Linked DNA regions of Ovis aries: region 2 is linked to region 1. The links are chromatin contacts, called in public Hi-C maps. All regions are on one chromosome and are shown on one strand. The core of a region is the stretch at or near the end of the contact, and the rest is flanking DNA. Distances in the headings are between cores, read along the strand shown.

Region 1 (7,187 bases), core at 3,231-5,730:
TGGAGTGGGGAAGCTGCTTTATAGAATGCCACATCTGCTGGCATATTCCTTACGCACGAGAAAGGTATTCAAAACAATCCAATTCAAAACAATTCAAAGGTATCCAACGTGCCTCTGTCACATAATGGAAGTAAGTGGGGAGCATGGAAACATAAGACGATAGAAGAGACTTCCCTCTAGTGCTGGAGCAGGGCAACAGAAAGCAACACAGCTTACCTACAATTGTCTGAAAATGGTAAGCCATGGGCCGCACTTAGGGTAGAATCTGGGGTAGTGTCCTTATGTATTTCCAGGTTTACTGAGATTTAATTTACATGTAACACTGTGTAAGTTTAAGGTGTACAACATGATTTGATACACGTATATATTGTGAAATGATTACTGCAGTAAGGCTAGGTAACACGTCCATCAACTCGCATAGTTCATCAGTTTTTTGTAGTGTGGTGAGAATTTTTTGATAGTTTCTTTGTATTTAAATTTGTTACTACCAGAACTCTGCTTAGTACTAGAATTCTCTGATACCAATATATTTCTTTTCATTTATCTTAATTTAGACTTTATTTTTAAGGGCAGCAAACTGTTACTCAATAACCAGACAGGATTTTCCACTGGACTCCAACTTGCAGTATATGAATATAATAACTTTTTACTTCAAAATGACATTCAATATGAATAAAATGATTTAATTGTAAGATGTACAAGTATATCTGAATCACATGCATTTTGCTCTACAAAGGTAAAACTCAGATTCAAACATACTTGTACAAATTGAAAGGAATGATCATTTACTGTAAAGCAATAATGCACTCAAAGAGGAAATTTGGTTTCAATTACTACTTATAGCTGACAAAGCATAAACATGTCCTTGGTTAATCAATTATTTAATTTCATCTCATTCTAAAATAAGCATGTCTTTAATTTGGTCACTATTGTCTCTTGCAACACATGCCAACATATAAAATTGCCTATGTGCCTGGAAAACAAACACAAAGTATCAAAAAATGGCCACAGTTCTTTGCAGCTACTCCTATGAAAGGTCAGAGTTTATTTCCCCAACCCTCAGCTGGGGTTGGTCATGTGACTTCTGGGTCTAGGCTTCAGAAAGCCTTGCAGTTTCTTCTCATCCTTTTCTTAGAATCTGAAAATGACTATGTGAAGTCTGGGCTAATCTGCTGGATAATGAGACTATGGCCTAGTTAGCTCATCATTCCAGCTGACAGCCTGCTAACTGTGAGACATGTCAAAGCCTCCAGAATTACTTAGCCACCAGCCAGTCTGCTGGCCCACTGTAAAACACCACCAAGTCCAGCAGGGATCAACCATGCTGGCAAAGACAAGAAGACTCAGCTGAGTGACAAAATCATGACATAAATAGCTATTGTTTTAAGCCACCATATTTTGGGGATATTTGTTAGGCAGCAGCAAAAGCTAACTGACACAAACATTGCCTTAGGGGAAAAGACATTGCCTGGGGAAAAGACATGGATTAGCAACAGGGCCAGGCTACAGCTTGGAAGTCAGCATAGAAATTTCCCTCTCCCTCAACCCCATCCATACAAATGGTCCCCAAATCCTGCTGTTAGCACGTCCAGAATTCAGCAATTCCTCTGCACTTTCTTGCCTTTGTTTAGGCCCTCCTCCTTTGTCTAGACACTGCCTTAGCTTCCTAACTGGCCTCTCTGCCCTGTCACCGGCGCCTTTCTCCTTGGCAGACATTCTCTAATGATGCTGCTGAACTGCTCTTCTAGTATTTTCGAACATAGCACATCTCTACTTTGAGGATTCTCACTCCTCAGGATGAGGGGTAAGCTTGGTATCAAATGCTCCTCTCAAAATAAGGCCCAAGACCATTTTTTCTTCGTACTTAAAACAGTTATATTCTCCATCCACACTGAATACCTTAGCATCTCCCAAAGCCATTCAAAACTTTTGCACATCTGTTCCCACTGCTTGTCTACCCTCACTAACCCTCTGTTCCTACCCTCTGACCAGCTTAAATGTGATTTTCCTCTTGAAGCCCTTTCTAATGCCCACCAGGCAAGCAGTCACTTTTTAGACTACATAGCTGTTCATGACCTCCACTCAGAACATTTACTATTACAATTATTTTTTGATGTATGTTGCCTTTCTAGATTCAGAGGGGCAGGAAACATCCTTATGTTTACCTAGTCTTAAGGCACACAATAGGCTTCAAAGAACTGCTTGTGGAATGAAAGAACCAACAAAAGTCCACAGGACAGGATCTGGAGCCTCACAGACCTCAGTGTGAAGTCTAGCTTATTAGCTACCAACCTTTGGGCAAGATCTCCTCTTTGATCCTATTTTCTTCCTGTACAGTGGGGACATCATCATCACCCCTGAAGGTTCTTTTAAGGATATAGATAAAATAAGTCAGGTTTCAACCTCAGCCCATGGCACAAAACAGGTATTCAATGAAAGTGGAGCTATAATTCTTATTATGCTCTTTTGATTATTTTTCTAAACTTGAACTAAGCTGTCATTTATTATCTGTTACGTGTATTATTCCTTGAACACATTACCTCTTATTCTTAAATGAAAACATGTATGGCCACAGCAGACCACCTGCTTGCAAATTCTATTTAATCAACAACTCTTGGCAGGCTCTACAGAAAAACAATCCTTATTCTTCTTGTTAGGCTTCTATGACAAAAATTCTATGACAGAATTTTTAGTAAGCATTTATTCGAGTAAAACGTTTAGATCTTATGACGTGAGGCTTAACAAACTCCCTGCAGAATAATTTTCCAGAGATTAGGAAAGAAAAGAGCTTGATGATCTAAATGTAAAAGAAGAAAAGCCAGGTCTCTTCTGAATATTTTCCAGGGAACCTAGAATAGATATGTGTTCCAAAACTGTGAGTTTCTAAAAATGACAGGCCACAGGTAGAGAAATTAAGTGCATATACCACTGCTTCCTGTTCCTCCTCATGGTGTGCATTAAATTCTTTACTCCCTTTGGTGTGGTGGACAGAACATGGCTCAGAGGGCCTCAGTTCTAGTTCTCATATGACCTCTAATTGAGCTAGTCACCTCAGCAATCTGAACCACATTTCTCTTCAAATACAAAGTTGAGCTAAATACTCTCCAGAGGTTTCTAGAGTCAGAGGACTCCATAGTTTTGATTTCTTTGACTTTAATTTATTTGTCCATTGATAACCTACACCTACTAGGGTCTACCAGATCAGACCTTTAACCCATCACCCTCAGCACACATTTCAGCCTACCAGTGGTATTGCAACATCCTCATAAGGCAGCTTATCTTCTCGCCAAGCATCGTCAATCAAATCCAAGATCCTTCCATCTCTCTGTACCTCACTGTCCATTCTCTTGCAGCTTTGATCTTGTCGGATGGGACCTGTAAACCAAAGAGGTTATTTCTTAAACATGAAGAATGAAAAGATGATGTAATCCAGCCACTAGGGTTCTCTAGGCTTTCTAGTGTGGGTTTTGGCATTGGATCATCCAGGGAGACTCATCTCACCTGGATTAGATTACAGTTTCTTTATAACATCACAGTACCTCCCAGCTGATCTTCCTAGTCACACACAGATTCCATTTTTTGGTAAAGTTTTCTCGGATCACTCAGCGTCAGCATGCATTCTGCCCTTGAATGGTTCCTTGTTTTTATGATTCACTAGGCAAGTTAAGTTGGCTTTATGACTGATGGTTCAAGCATTATTGTTTTCAATTGCTGTGCGTAAATTTTTTATTAATGATTCAGCATGTTTTCCCTCAATTTGGCCTCAAATAGTTTTTCACCTATTCTTCTTTAGAATATATCTAACTTGTCACACTTTCCAGCCTTTGCACCTAAAAAGGTCTCTCTGCCCCATCACGAACACCTATTTTTCCTTCCAAACTCAAAGTTGAGTGTCAGCTCATCGGGGCTAACATCTCATTTCCAGAGTTAGGCGCTAAGGTGCCGTCACTCTTCAGGGGCTGGAAGCGTGGAAAGTACAAGGCGGGCAATGACCAGGTCACAGCCAGCGTCCCAGGCACTTGCCAGTCCCCATAATTAACTGTTACCACTTTCCTGAACAAAATCTTACACACGTGACTGTCCCAAAGCTTGGAATGCTCTGTCTTCTTCCTTTTTTCCTCAGCTAACCCCCAGTCACTCTAAACAACTTAGCTCCCAGGTTGCCTCCTGCAGGAAGCTTTCTCTAAGCTCCAAGAAGAACGCGATATCCGCCCCTCCGCAGGTTCCATATTTCCCGGGGCGCAGTGAATGGGCCCCATCAGGGGCTTGTTACATTGCCCGTTACAGGGTCTTCCCAGACAAGCGGTGCGTGCGTTTCTTCGGGACAGGGGCAGTTTTATTCACCTCTGTTTTAGAGATCGGTAAACTTGCAGTTAAAAGAGCAAACCTGGAATGCCCTTTCCCCCCCGCTAAATATGACCCTCTCGGGCCACCACCGTCCGTACAGGCGTGGGATCCCGCCCCATAACCTCGGCTTCCGGCCCAAGGCGGGCTCTACCAAATGCGGAAGCGGGGGAAGTCCAGGGCCTTCGTGTAAGTCCTTTTCTACCCTCCCGACGAGCGGTAAGGGAGGTAGTTATCAGGGTGAGGTGAGGGCAACGACCTCTGCCGATAGGATCGGCCGAAACCCGAACATGCGCTTCTCCTACACTACCTAAGCTAGGGCGCGGGAAACCTTTACCAGCACTGGCCCAGCACAGCCAGAACCACGCCCCCAGCGGTCATGTGGCCGAGGCGCCCTGCTCTCCGATCCCCGGAAGTCGGTGAGCCCATTTGGCGGGGCGGAGGGGGGGGGGGGTCAAGGAGGACGTTGCTTCAATTAAAAGTCAGGGAGCAGTAGGCGGAACGAATGTTCCGAAGACCGTGACTGGACGTCAGGTTGGCGGTGACGCGCGTGCGCGCCCCCGTCCGGAGGTAACGGCGGGAAGATTCGGGGGCGCGCTCGTGGCAGGCCTGTAACCGCATGTGTGAAAGTCCAACAGGCGACGGGTGCCGGTGTCCGGAGCCGGAGGCCGCCCTGGCTGCAGTGGGGCCGCAGACTGAGCGGCCGAATGGCCGGGGGCCGACTTCCTCAGCCGCCCGCTGGCCTCCAGGCTCGCCTCCGCCGGCCCGGCTCCGCCCCGGCGCCCCGCCCCTCCTCGCCGCAAACGCTTCGCAGACCCGCGAAGCAAGATATGGCCTCCCACGGCGCGCAGTCCGGGCTAGCCAGGTGGTCAGCCCTTCCCCTGAGGCCGGCCGGCGGGAGGGCGGCGGGGTGGGCGAGCTGCTCCGCTTCTCCCAGCGGAGTCGGCAGCGAGTCAGGCTGCCACTTCTGGGGAGGTACCCCCGGCCCAGCCCTCCCGCCTGGGCTGCCTCATTTGGCTAGCATCCTTCCTAGCCTTGTTGAGGCTTAGGTTGCTGACGGCAGGTGATAGTGGTTCATTTATGGGTGGGAAATTTAGCAAGTTTTTAAAAATAATTGACTTAAAAACCATAATGTTAGTTCCAGAGGTATGGTAATGTGGCAGAAATCATGAAGGACAGAATTTGGGGAACCCTGAACTTATTGCTCCATAGAAATCAGGGATGCGAAATAAAGTGAGAGAAAAAAAGGGATGGGCCCATAAAGCACTATAATCATGAACATATTTGGAAGCAGTAAACCTAGGCTCATAATGTAGTTTTTACAACATCAGAGAGTAAAAGTGAGCTTGCTGTCAGCGACTCGTGTTCATTTACAGCGTCTAGTTAAAGCATGCGTATTGCGCAGAGTAGTTTTCCTTAAGGCTTACAAACGGTTCCTTAAACCAGTGTTAACATTTTTTTCCTTCCTTTAATAAAACAGTACTGTAGGATTTGTGCCCTGTAGTTTTACAGTTCCCCACATGCTTGCATTTAACTATTTTCTAGATACGAAGAGGAAACCATAAGGATCATTAACTACATGTTACCTTCAAATTTTTCTATACTGATCATAGCTGTAGCTTAATGATATAATAAAGGGTATGTATTTTCTTATTTGAAATGTAGTATTATTAGCTTTTTATCGAGCTTCTTGCCTTTTGACTATATCATCAGTGATCAGTATAGTAAGAACAACTGAAATTAAAACGGGCTAGATATTGATAAACATTATAGATTCAGGTTTTAACAGTTATTGTAGTTGTTGTATGTATTAATTGTATTGATGCCACTTGTCTCCCGTTAAAAGGTAGAACAACTTTGGCCCTTCCCGTTCTCAGTTAAGGTAGTAGTGGTATTGGACGGTAATAGCATCACTAGTCAACTTTATTAGAGCTTCCTCCTTTTAGGAAGCTTGTTTGAAATTCAGCTAAAACCGACACTGACCTGGGTTTCAGGAATTGAATTTTTGGTTTCTGTGTTACTTTAAATATTTTTCTTTAAGAACTCAGATTGTGTTTTCAGCTTTACAAAACCAGTTTTGTCATCACATCTATGAAAATTAGTAAAAATCCTATAGACTGATGCTGGGAAAGATTGAGGGCAGGAAGAGAAAGGGGCAGTGGAAGAGGATGAGATGGTTGGATGGCATCACTGACTCATTGGACATAAGTTTGAGCAAACTCCAGGAGATAGTGAAGGATAGGGAAACCTAGCGTGCTGTAGTCCATGGGGTTGGAAAGAGTTGGATATGACTTAGCGACTGAACAACATTGTCAGTATTCAGTCTGGGTTCAGATTTTCCCACCTGTCCCATACATGTGTTTTTATTTTTATTTTTTATCATACATGTGTTTTTAAAATCAGCTTGTTTGGATTAAAATCCCATAGAGATCTATGTGTTGCTAAGATTTTTTTGGTTGGTTTTGATGAAGATCATTTTAAAAGTCTTTTATTTATTACAATATTGCTTCTGTTTTATATTTTGGTTTTTTGGCCACTTGGTATGTGGGAGTTTAGCTCTCTGACCAGGGGTGGAACCAGCGACCCACTGCACTAGAAGGCAGAGTCTTAACCACTGGACCTCCAGGGAAGTCCCTCAGTCTTATTTAATGTTACAATTTTGTTACCTCCCCTTTTTCCCTTAACATTCTAGATTTAGTTCACTGCATCCAGATGCCATCTTTTAACTTGTACACCTGTTCCCTTTATTTCCTTTAAAGGGAATAAACTGGTAGTGAGATCTAGATTTGCACAGCCCATATAGTAGGTGTCAGCCACCTGTGGCTATTTAAATGAATTAAAAT
Region 2 (7,240 bases), core at 39-2,538, 170 kb before region 1:
GGCCAAGCTCCAATCCAGTGCCCCTGCTGCCCTGCCCTTTCTTACAGCTGAGGTGTTGGCCAATGAGAGTTTGGTTTCTGCTTTCCCATCTTTCCTGGCAACATTCACAACCCTCTCTGACGGTGAGCAATGCAAGTTCCAGGCATGCTTTCTTTCATTACTGGCTGCTCAGATGTCACTTTAACCACAGGGTGAGTGCCTAACCGGTAATGGGCTGATAAACATGCAAATTTCCATATGCAAGCAACGTGAGGGCACAGCTTCTTTCCCACTAGGAAGGATACCGGCAACAAGCTGAGAAAGTGGGGTGTGAGCCCACGCCTTCCTGGCAGTGTCCACCATTCCATTGACCAGGTATCTGAGGAAACAAGCTGCCTGTCCCCTCACGCAGGAGTGAGTAAACAGCTCCTCTTCTTCAAGACCCTGGAGGGTGACTTAAACATGTATAGCCCAGTCCTGGTTCTGGGTACAAGCCCTTTTTTGCTAACCTGTTTCAGTGGTGTTTTGAGGTTAGTGCAGTTTGTGTGTGTGTTGTGTTTCTACACCATCGTGGAAACCCTCAGCCCAGTGGCTTTCCACTTTCTTGGGGCCTCGGCTCCCAGGGATCCTTCCTCTGAGGCAGTGGTGCTTTTTCCAGTAGAGGCCAAGGTACAGACCTACAGACTCAGGCCCATTTTCTCACAGCTTTCGACTTAGGGCCACATTTTCTTTCCCCAAGCCCTCAGTGGAGCAGTGGGAGGTGACTCGGCAGGGGCGAGGCCATTCATCTTGGTCTCTGGCCCTGATGGTGCCAGTTGGGCCAGCTGGGAGGAGACCGCGCACGAGGGTGGGAAATTCCCACAGAGGCACCCATCAGAGGCAGGTCAAGACGGGCTCCCTGGGGACAGGATGGGAAGCCAGGAGAGGAAGCCACCCTGGAGTTAGGATTTTGTGAAGGCCTGGGGAGCCATTCCTTTTTTTCTGATTTGACTGGCAGCACATAACAAAAACCAATAAGCGCTTTGGAGTCCTAATCAGTTTCCGGAAGCAGGCAGCTTCCCGGGGAAGATAAAGGAGGGGATTCTAAGATCCAAAGGGCGGGCTGGGTTCAGGCCCAGAGAACCCGGGAGGAGGCGGGGAGGACGGGCAGGGGGCCCGGAATAGAGGGCAGAGCCGCGGGTCCCGCCTCTGGCCGCCGGCACCGCCAGGGGACGCCCTCTCAGGCTGTGGTCCAGGGTCCAGCAGGCAGGGCCTGGGGGCGGGGCCGGGGCTGGCGGGGCGGGGCCCGGGCCGTGCTCCCGCCCAACCCGAGGAATGCGGCCCTTGGCTTGTCCCGCGTCCGCATTCCGGTCTGCTTAGGAATGTGAACAGGGTGTACACTGCGCGCCCTGAACGCAGAAGTTCGGTCCCCTCCCGTTGGAGAACGCCTGGCAGCGGCTCCGCGGGAGGGCCCCCTCTCTGCCACCCCCCAGAACCTGTAGCACGTCCGGCTGGAGGATAGGGTACTGACGGCTGCCAGACCATCGGGGACTCAACACCAGTCCCAGGGTAGCGTGCTTCGAGAGCAGATGTGGTTTAGAAAAGAAGGGAAACCCGATGTAGTCCACTGTGGCATGGAGAAGTCAGGGGAAGGGGTGGAAGGGACGATGGAATCCACCAGCCTCAAGGGACAGAGTTCAGACCCTAGATTTGCCAACTTTAGGGCACACTGTGGCTGGTAAGGCTTGAAGAGGGGAAGGGAAAAGCAGAAGATCCAGTTTGGGATCAGGTGCTCTTTGACAAGCCAGGAAGGGACTAAATATCCAAGAGTCAAGGCTATTTTTCCAGTGGTCATGTTGGACTATAAAGGAAGAGGTGGACTATGAAGAAAGCTGAGCACCGAAGAATTGATGCTTTTGAACTGTGGTGTTGGAGAAGACTCTTGAGAATCCCTTGGACGCAAGGAAATCCATCCAGTCCATCCTAAAGGAGATCAGTCCTGGGTGTTCATTGGAAAGACTGATGTTGAAGCTGAAACTCCAATACTTTGGCCACCTGATGCGAAGAGCTGACTCATTGGAAAAGACCCTGATGCTGGGAAAGATTGAGGGCAGGAGGAGAAGGGGACCACAGAGGATGAGATGTTTGGATGGCATTACCAGCTCGATGGACATGGGTTTGGGTGAACTCTGGGAGTTGGTGATGGACAGGGAGGCCTGGCATGCTGTGGTTCATGGAGTCGCAGAGTCGAACACGACTGAGCGACTGAACTGAACTGACGTATTTAATTCATTCACCAAATATTTACTGAGCTGTGACAGTCCCTGAGCTAAATTCTGGGGGCACAGAGGTGAACAAGGCACCTCCTGTCCTTTAGGAGCTGACATTCAGATTCTAGAGACAGTTGCTGAAACACCCAGAGAGGGACAAAGCCAAGGGTGTTGGGAAACATAAAAGAATAACCCAGATTGGGAGATCTTGGAAGGCTTCCAGGAGGAAGCTGCCAAGTGACCTGAGAGGTCAATAGGAGTTAGCCCAAAAGATGGGTGAAAGAGGGAGCCTTGTGTTCAGAGGGTTTAAGGAAGAGCATGCCTACTTAGTTGCTTCAGTCACGTCTGACTCTTTGTGACCCCATGGACCACAGCCCACCTGACTCCTCTGTCCATGGGATTCTCCCAGCAAAAATACTGGAGTGGATTACCATGTCCTCCAGGGAATCTTCCAGATCCAGGCATCAAACCTGCATCTCTTGCATTGCAGGTGGATTCTTCACCTCTGAGCCACCGGGGAAACCCCTGAAGGAAAAGCATGTGATCCAAACAGCCCCCTGAGCCTGCCTACCCATCAGTGGCTGCCAGACCACCAGCTGAGTCACAACAAGGATCCGGGTTCCACCTCAGTTGAACCCATGACATTGGTTGGTTTATGGAGCCCCCGTTTTACAGAAGGCACAGTAGTGGGCCTGTGAGGATTCAACATGATGCTTTGGAGTATTGTGAGATAAAGCCCACAAAGGGTCTAGATGGCACCTAGTACCTAGTAGGTACTCAGTTAATACTGGTTGGTTTTCAGTGCCCTGCCTGATTTACTGGGAGATGAGCCTGGTGTGGTTGGTCCTCACAAAGCTCCTTGGAAACGTCTAAGGCACCTGGTGCTGTGGGTGCAGAGGACTGGGAGCAGAGAAGGGCCTCGCCTGGAGGTGTGTTGTGGGAACATGGCCTGTAAGTGAGGATAGGAGGGTCAGGGCCAGGAAGGCTGCCTTTGGGCAGTAGTCCAGAAAAGGAGTGATAAGAGCCAGATAAGAGCTGAAGGGGGAGAGAACAGAAAGCAGTGCTGGGAGATAGAGACTAAAGAGGCCAATGACCAGACTTAAGCTGATTGGCTGCAGGGTGGGCCCAAGGCCCCAAACTAGGGGTGGGTTAGATCCCTACCTAGTGTGGGTCAGAATGGAGCTGAGTACCAAAGGCCAACTGGGATCATAGCCAGTGCATCCCCAATGTCCCTGAGTGAGGGAACAGGAACATCTATCCAGAAATTCCTGAGCCTCCCTCTCAGGAATCCTCCAGGACCTAAATTCTTCTGTACAGAGGAAAAGTGCAGGCCTTGAAATGGCCTCTCCAGCATTGTTCCTTGGCAAACACAGGAAGATGGGTTTCCTTTAGCTTTGTTATGCTGACATCCGAATCCGGACCCCTTCCCCAGTCTTTGCAGTGGGGGAAGGGAGGCAGAGGCCCAAGCAGTCGATGGAAAATAAACACGCACCTTTGCTCTTCTGACTTACTTCACGTTCTTAGAATTTCCTCTCTGAGCTCTGGTTTTGTTAGTTTAAAACTCCACACGTTGGTTAGGGCTGGGAAAATCCCTTGTTGCTCTGGAGAGATAGCTCCACACCGGGGGCAGAGCACAGTTCCAGCGCCTTGGGGGAAGGGCCAGCAGGCCTTCATCCTGGTGTCAGCGAGCTCCTGGTTCCGCCTGTGTGAGGGAGACTCTCACAGCTGCGTGTAGAGTTTCCTTTCGTCAGCAATTCATTCATCCACTCACTCATTCTTTCAATATTTATTGAGCACTACAATGCGTCCTGCACTGTGCTGGATGCTGGAAATAGATGGATGAACTAGAAACATTGAAAATAATCTTAGGGGAAGATGCCATAATCAAAACGGGTAATATTGGGGGACTTCCCTGGTAGTCCAGTGGTAGGAATCTGCTTGCCAGTGCGGGGGACATGGGTTTGATCCCTGGTCCAGGAAGATACCACATGTTGCAGAGCAGCTAAGCCCATGAACTGCAGCTACTGAGCCCACACTCTGCAACAAGAGAAGTCACCACATTGAGACACTTGCATACAGCAATGACGACGGGTTGCAGCCAAAAATAAATAAGATGAATAATATTGTAATGCAATATTTTTAAAAAACAAAAATCAATCCGTGGTGAACAAAATAGTAGAATTTTAAATAAAGACAGAATTAGTAACATTTTGGAATTTGGGCCATGTGGGAAAGGAAGAATCAGTAATAGTGATCACAGGTTCAGAACTGAATACAGCAATGGCAGAATATCATACAAGTATTGAAATATCTCATGAAGTTTGCTTGTCAACAAAGAAAAAACTCATGATATATTGTTGAGTGAAAAATAGATTACAGAACCATATATAAAGTATGAAGTATGGAGAAGGAAACGGCAACCCACTCCAGTACTCTTGCCTGGAAAATTCCATGGATGGAGGAAACTTGTAGGCTACAGTCCGTGGGGTCGCAAAGAGTCAAACGCGTAGGAGCGATTTCACTTTCACTTTACATAAAAAGTATGGTCCTATTAAAAATATATCCAGGATGGGAAACTATAGTCAGAATTATGGTTTTTCCAGTAGTCATGTATAGTTTTTCCAGGATATGAGAGTTGGACCATAAAGAAGGCTGAGCGCTGAAGAATCGATGCTTTTGAATTGTGGTGTTGAAGAAGACTCTTGATAGTCCCTTGGACTGCAAGGAGATCAAACCAGTCAATCTTAAAAGAAATCAATGCTGAATGTTCATTGGAAGGACTGATGCTGTACCTCTAATTCTTTGGCCACGTGATGCCAAGAGCCAACTCATTGGAAAAGACCCTGATGCTGGGAAAGATTGAAGGCAAAAGGAGAAGGGGGTGGCAGAGCATGTAATGGTTAGATAGAATCACTGACTTGACTGTCATGAATTTGAACAAACTCTGGGACATAGTAGAGGACAGAGGAGTCTGGTGTGCTGCAGTCCATGGGGTCACAAAGAGTTGGACACAATTTAGCAACTGAACAACAAATGGAAGCTATAAGTGCATATGTCAAGATGTCAATTGTGTTCTCTTTCATTTTCCCTCTTTTATGGCCTTCTTTTTGTTTGTCTGTGCTTCTTCTTCTTTTTTTTTTTTTGTTAACAGTGATACTTATATCATTAAAGATATTTTAAAAAACAAGAGAACTGTAGCAGAGCACGCTGGACTGTACAATCAGCCCCTTTCTCGATGCTGGCAAGGCGGCCGACCCAGGATTACCACTCCCACTTTCTAGATGAGGAGGCTGAGGCTCAGCGAGGTAGAGGGACGCGAAGAAAAGTACCCACTGGGGCCTGGTGGAACCAGCCTTTGCATGCTGCCCTCCTGGGATTTTAATCACCCACAGCCCTGTGTGCTGGGTCTCTTGCCTCCCAGCTTCTTCCAAACAGAAACCTCTTTGCCTTTCTTCTTGGCCAGTTGTTCCTGTGTTGACCTGCCTCTTCCACTGATGCTTTCTCAACTAAGAGCATAACTGTAGGGAGAAAACCTGTAAGAAATATCTGGGTGGATGTGGCTGGCCCTCTCTGGGCTTGTGAGGGACTGAGTAAGGGAATGAGAAAGTATTTCCAGTGTCATGTTTTTCTCTCTGGCACAGACACACCCCACAGATTGGCATGAATCATAAGTAATTCTCTGAGGCCCCCGTCTGTCTGGAAATGCCTAGTGGTATTTCCCAGAGTTCAGAAGCCACCAGTCCTTCATGCCAGCAAACTTGCTTATTCCTCACGCAGCCGCAAACCTCTGACTGCCCCCTGGGGAGGGCACTGAGGGGCGAGGGCCCTGGGGCAGAGGTGTCACTTCTGGAGCCTGTGGCCACCCTGGGGTTATGCTTGCACAAGCCTCAGAGCTGAGACCTTCCTGACTCAGTAGGCTGACTGTGTTACGCACGGTACCTGTGGAGCCAAAAGAGAGGTGCGCTCTCTCTCTCCTAAGAAACAGGTTTCTAGGCTCTAGGCTACGCTTTAGCAGTGTGTGGTCTCTGCTTGTCTATTGAAGGCCATGAAAAAAGGGCACCCTTGCTTCTAAGTGTGGGTGTGCCAAATTGCATTTCTCAAAGATGACTGTGACAACACTCCCCTTGAAGCTAACTATGGCTATATCACTAGTTATGGCAATAACATGTAAGTGGAATTATGGTCTAGAAATTTCTGGAAAATTTCTTTCAAAGAGAGATGGAATGCCCTTCTGGTCTCTTTTTCCATACTGCAGCCTGTACTATGGATAGGATGGCTGGAGCTCTAGCAGCCTTCTTGGACCATGAAGAGTTTGGGTAGGGGAAAGCTTTATCAAATGCAAGAAACCCAGAAGTTATGAAAGAAAAGATGAACATATTTGACTTGATTACAACTTTGCGTAGCAAACGATAACACAAAGACAACAGATAGATTTGTCCTGGTTTATAAACCAGAACAAAGGGAGAACAGAGTTTTTGCAAACTGACAAGAAAAAGATAAATGATCGAACAGAAATATTAGCAATTTATTCAAGAGCAATTCTAAAGAGTCAAAAGATATGAAAAATCACTAGTAGTTAGCAAGGTAGTTAAATCAGCCCCAAAATAAAAATGAAAATTATTGTTAATAGCTACTGCTTTTGGACATGCAGAGAAAGAGTATTCACATACATCATTAGTAGAAATGTTCATTTTATACCCTTTCTAAAAGATCAATCTGTCAGCATCAATTAAAATTATTATATAAAATTAGCAATTTGATATGTTATGACTTATATAAATTATATGTGTATAAAAATATTTTGACTGCCAATCTATTCTTTATCATCTGTCTTCAAATATCTGCACAAGATGATGATAACTATTGTAGCACTTATCCATAGTTATTCCATAGTCGATGGAATCAAAATGAATGCCTATTTGTAGGTTGAGTAAGTACATCCATATCTAAGAAAGCTGTGCAGCCATTTAAAAGAATGAAATAGAGAAATGCCATGAAGAATTTTCATTAGA

The links. A called contact is a pair of places that touch in the nucleus more often than the background predicts.
Region 2: a contact with region 1 is called in a Hi-C map of liver, with 7 times the contacts expected there. The contact joins the enhancer-like site here to the promoter of CEP63 in region 1. A contact is called at or near these places in 11 of 16 Hi-C or Micro-C datasets (blood, hypothalamus, liver and 6 more).

The regions. Positions count from the first base shown.
Region 1 is chr1:255,494,827-255,502,013 of ARS-UI_Ramb_v3.0, reverse strand. It overlaps CEP63 (centrosomal protein 63), which reads left to right and starts at 4,480. Exons shown (of 14, transcript XM_060395599.1): 1 at 4,480-4,763. ANAPC13 (anaphase promoting complex subunit 13) reads right to left here and starts at 5,103. Exons shown (of 3, transcript XM_060395619.1): 1 at 4,655-5,103; 2 at 3,245-3,375. The coding sequence starts at 3,343.
Region 2 is chr1:255,658,724-255,665,963 of ARS-UI_Ramb_v3.0, reverse strand. No RefSeq gene overlaps it. Among named protein-coding and RNA genes, the nearest start is that of TRNAS-GGA, 30 kb to the right of the region's middle. Within about 2 kb of position 1,288, at least 41 of the 54 cell types and tissues checked have an H3K27ac peak or open chromatin away from gene starts, as enhancers often do. A contact at or near this core is called in hypothalamus, liver, muscle and 1 more, where this site is marked.